Regions from separate parts of the Danio rerio genome. Here region 1 is linked to region 2. A link is a contact called in public HiCAR-type data. All regions are on one chromosome and are shown on one strand. The core of a region is the stretch at or near the end of the contact, and the rest is flanking DNA. Distances in the headings are between cores, read along the strand shown.

Region 1 (2,700 bases), core at 165-2,664, 250 kb after region 2:
TAAATGATCCTCAAGAACTGTGTTGCATAAGCATAACTAACTAGATCAAACAACGATAGCAAAAATTTACTTAGCAAGAAATAAAGCTAAATTATACAATAAAAATAGTTGCATAACATGTCAAAACAAGCTCAAAATCTTCAGAGAATAGAAACAGCTCCTGACGGATGGATAAGAATGTATCACAGCTCCATTTGGAGGGCTCTGAAGAGGAACATCATGTCCGTGTTAACAGGCGACATGAGAGATACGGAGGGCTTTTCTCCCTGAGCAGATAAACGAGAGGATGAGAGACAATTTGCAGGGACTCTGAGCACTTCAAGATCTGGCAGCAGAGGTGAGAGCTTTCAGCTTCGCCGCGCTGCTCAGGCAAAGAGTGAGAAATCACAGCGCCGAATAAAAAGGTGTGATTCATTTGCTCATTACGTTGTCTGGAAGTTAAGATGAAATCATTTTTTTTTTCCTAGAGAGATGTGGAGGGGGATGAGCATAAAAGGTGCAAAAATTATAACACTTATTTTGAGGATACACCATCATAAACTGCAGCCCACAAGATTTAAACAAGTCACAATGAGATGCATTTGAATCTAATAAGCTATACTTGGAAAAAAATTTAAGTTGTCACAACATAAAATTAGAGAAAATATGGACAAACACAATCATTGACGTAATTTTTAAGAATTATTTAAAGTAACAACCAACCTATGGCACGATGGCTCAATGGTTAGCACTGTCGCCTCACAGCAAGATGGTCGCTGCTTTGAGTCCTAGCTGGGCCAGTTGCCATTTTGGAATGGAGTTTACATGTTCTCCCCATGTTGACATGGGTTTCCTCTGGGTGTTCCGGTTTCCCCCACAGTCAAAAGATATGCGGTATAAGTGAATTGGATAAACTAAATTGGCCAAAGTGTTTATGTGTGTGTGCATGTGAGTGTATGGGTGTTTCCCAGTACTGGGTTGTAAATGGAAGGTCAACTGCATAAAACATATGCTGAATAAGTTGGCAGTTTATTCTGTTGTAGCGACTCCTGATAAATAAGGGACTAAGCTGAAGCAAAATGAATGACAATAGTGTTTGTAGCAATGCGCCACAAAGGGGCAATGTGCATTAACAAACATGGTTGTTAAATTAAGTTGAATTTTACTAAATTAAATTTGTTTAAATTCAACCCATATAAACAGTTTGAAACCACTAACCACACTAAATCCAATGAATCATTTTATTCAGTGTACTTGGGCTTTAAACTTCAGCAAACTCTTTAAAACAGACCTGCAGCACTGATGCTTCTAATTGGTCAGGCCACGCATGCACTCACCGCTTCCAGGGGAAACGCTCTATAATCTGTCACCCCAAGCGGTCAGCACTGTCTTATTATGACAGGCTGCAGGCATGGTGACAAGCCTGGGGCGTGAGAGCACCTCTCCCATTTACTCCTATCACCATCAGCTTCCTGTCAGAGAGCTGTCAGTCTTCCTGCAGAGTCCTGTTGCAGCACTGATAAACTACACTTTAACGTGCACTTAAAGTGTGGGAGATTAAGAAGGGTAGCTAGTTGGAAATGAGTCTGAAGTTTCTACAAACATGTGTTCTGATATTTTAAGTTTGTGAGGAATAAAGTGCACAGCCAATCAAAGATTAGTATCAGCGAATCTGTTTTTGGAATGGGGATATTTGGCAGCAGATATTAATTGTTCAGAACAGAATTGTCACATATGGACTGCACACAGTTAAAGCCTTCCTGAATTATGCAACCTATATTTTTCCCCCAACACATTTCTAAACATATTAGTTTTAATAACTAATTTCTGATTTCTTTTATATTTGCCATGATGACAGTACATCATATTTTACTAGGTATTTTTCAAGACACTAATATTCAGCTTAAAACTAGGTTAATTAGGCAAGTTAATGTAATTAAGCAAATCATTGTATAATGAGGGTTTGTTCTGACAATTAAAAAAAATAGTGCTTAAGGGGGCAAATAATATTGAACTTAAAATAAATAAGTAAAAAATGTTCAATTGCTTTTATTCTAGCTGAAATAAAACAAATAAGACTTTTTCCAGAAGAAAAAATATTATAGGAAATACTGTGGAAAATGTCCGACTCTGTTAAACATAATTTAGGAAATATTTAAAAAAGAAAAATTCACAGGAGGGTGAATAATATTGACTTCAACTGTATATCGTAGTGTTTTCATGTGATGTTACAGTGTATTTCTAATTCAGCAAGTGTTGTGAAGTTGTGATAAAAGTTTTTTTTTATATATATTTGTAACACATTTTGTATTTCTGTTTTGAAAAAAAAAAAACACTTGTGAATGTGTATGCCTAATTAAACAGACATTGCAATCTCACAATTCGTAATTTTTTGATTCAGTGGCTAATTTGTATAAATTTGTACGATATAACCCATACAATTTAGCACGATTTGCTTGGATGAATGACACTTGGGATTGAATTAGCCACTAAACTTTCAAAACCTACAATACTTACATGTTCTCTTGAGTTCAGGCTGAAACAGAAAAAGACTAAAACAAGAATAATGGAATAAAATAATAGTGTTAAAACAAAACACTACGATAAAACAAAACAAATGAAACTAGAATATTAGAATAACAATAGTATTTAACCTAAAATACAAGCATTCAAAAAGTAAAAGTAAAATATAGAATAAATATAGGAAACTATTATAAATAT
Region 2 (2,700 bases), core at 9-2,508:
GTGCCATGTCAAAGCACGAATCATCTCAGACTGGTTTCTTGAACATGACAATGAGTTTACTGTACTCAAATGGCCTCCACAGTCACCAGATCTCAATCCTACAAAGCACCCTTGGGAAGTGGTGGAACGGGAGATTCGCATCATGGATGTGCAGCGACAAATCTGTTGCAACTGTGTGATGCTATCATGTCAATATGGAGCAAAATCTCTGAGGAATATTTCCCGTACCTTGTTGAATCTCTGCCATGAAGGATCAAGGCTGTTCTGAAGGCAAATGGGGGTCCAACCCTTTAATACTAAGGTGTACCTAATAAAACGGCTGGTGAGTGTATGAAAAAAATCATAATAAACTCAACCTATATATATATATATATATATATATATATATATATATATATATATATATATATATATATATATATATATATATATTACTTTTATACATATAATTTATATTTATAAAATTTTACCACATCTCTTGCTCTGTACTCCAAGTAAAGCTTTATCCTGTTCATAAGTACACCAACACAACTCACAACAAAATACAGCTTTACTGCCCTATTAAAATACCTGGACATCCTTCCAACACACAAACACACACAAACACAAACAAACACACACAAACACACACAAACACACACACACACACACACACACACACACACACACACACACACACACACACACACACACACACACACACACACACACACACACACACACACACACACACACACACACACACACACACACACACACACACACACACCTCCATGAGCCTGTGTAAACATCCTCCCCACTAATAAAGAGCCAAACATGTTTATAAGTGTCGGGAGCCCAGATCTGCTGCTCTAATATAAGCAATAGCTATAAATTCCAGCATGATCATAACCTGGCCATCACTGGGGCCAATTAGACTATAAGTGCAAAAGCGAGACCCTTAGTGGTCCCAGCATTCCTAGTGTTCCACCTGATCCGTCCACAGGGCATGTCCTTCTCTCTGGACGTCATTCGAACTCCCTTTAAGTCTCCCTCCGCAGCTCATGGCACATCTCCCACACCTTCAGCCTTTTCAAAAGAGCCTTTTGTTCAGAGAAACAGTGTGGATTTCTGTAATACGGCTTCGAATAAGCCATTATCCATCTCGGCGTATGACCAAAGGGGGGAATGCAGTGCCATATGGCAGGGAGAGGGTGAGGTACGTCACCTGGCCCGGTGTAAATGCAGAGCTGGAGGCCCACATTAGGGGATCCAGGATGTTGTGGGTGGACGGAGGGATTTTGCATGTGGTTTTTGTAGTAGGGTGTGGGCGACATTGGACAGGGCCACTGAAACTTGACTAACCGGGAGAGGATCTTTCTCATTCAAACACTGCTAAAGTGATCCCTAACTGGCCTGCAGCCAAAGCAAACTTCTTTAAGGGTGCTCTCACACCTGTAGATAGATTGTTTTGTTCTGAAACAATGTTATAATGTTCCTTTTTTCTTGGTGAAGTTGGCTTTCAAACATCAAAGTCCCTAAATGGACCCAACTATCCACATGAGTGTAAACTCTCCTCTGTAAACATCTCCTCGGTTTATTTTCCGGCACTCGATGCTGTCAAATGTCATTATTTTATTTATGACAATGAGAAAGTCAATTTTAGGCATTTAAATTGAGGGATTATGAACAAAAAGGTGCACTTCAGTTTGTTGACAGAATGTTGACACCCACAGACATCAGCACCAAAGAGATAACTTTTGCTTTCATTCACACTTTCATTATTAATTTCTACATTTATTTATGGCAAGAATTAACAGATAAAGCAGATGAATGTTTTGTCTTGTTTTCCAACAAAAAATAAATAAATAAAAAATACAATAAGACAAAAATATGGGGAAAAAATACCAAACGGTATTTTGCAAAATTTTCTTAACGGGTAAAAAGCACTCATTTGCCTGCCATTAATAAGTTAAGTTTGAATTATGGATGAATATTTGGCTTTGATTAAATAATAATAATAATAATAATAATAATAATAATAATAATAATAATAATACTAATAATAATAATAATAATAATAATAATAATAATTATTATTATTATTATTATTATAAAAATTATGACTAAAATTAATAATATTAATAATAATAATAGTAAAATAATAATAAACAATAACAATAATAATTTGTAATAACAATAATAATAATAATAAAATAGTAAAAAAATAGTAATAATGATACAAATAATAATAAAATTAAATAAATTAATAATAATGATGATTATTATTATTTGATAATGATAATTTTTCAGTTAGACAGCAAATGTACAATTATCTGTATCTATTTGAAGAGTTCAGATGCAAAAATCTCTAAATGCCACCTGAAATTTCCTTCTAAAATGAGCGTTGTGTTTACATTAGCTTTGTTGTGTTTTGTTAAACAAAATTACTGAACATGCACACAAGAGCCAGGGAAAAATGGTAACTTTAGAAGAAAATTTCAGATGGCATTTAGAGGTTTTTGCCCACTTATATAACCATCATATGCAGTCATATAGCCTGGTGCATTAGTTTGAGTAATTTTGCACAACAACTGAAGAGCTTCAGAGTTTGTTGAAACTGAGCTGAAACAACCTCACTTATGCCGAGTTCAGACTGCATGATTTTCAAAGTAGTCGTGTCACAGATGTTTTCACACTGCTTGACTATCTGGGCTAGCG

The links. HiCAR-type assays count read pairs that join an accessible place to other places.
Region 1: a HiCAR-type map of caudal fin shows a contact between it and region 2, with 10 times the contacts expected there. The contact joins two enhancer-like sites. A contact is called at or near these places in 5 of 18 Hi-C or Micro-C datasets (caudal fin, embryo and an unstated tissue) and 1 of 4 datasets of contacts at active chromatin or transcription factors (caudal fin).

The regions. Positions count from the first base shown.
Region 1 is chr11:38,115,522-38,118,221 of GRCz12tu, forward strand. The region is part of intron 2 of LOC141376652 (a long non-coding RNA gene); the gene reads right to left. Among named protein-coding and RNA genes, the nearest start is that of arl8bb, 25 kb to the right of the region's middle. Within about 2 kb of position 1,415, at least 15 of the 62 cell types and tissues checked have an H3K27ac peak or open chromatin away from gene starts, as enhancers often do.
Region 2 is chr11:37,864,348-37,867,047 of GRCz12tu, forward strand. All of the region lies in intron 9 of sema3fb (sema domain, immunoglobulin domain (Ig), short basic domain, secreted, (semaphorin) 3Fb), which reads right to left. Among named protein-coding and RNA genes, the nearest start is that of zgc:112970, 59 kb to the right of the region's middle. Within about 2 kb of position 1,259, at least 7 of the 62 cell types and tissues checked have an H3K27ac peak or open chromatin away from gene starts, as enhancers often do.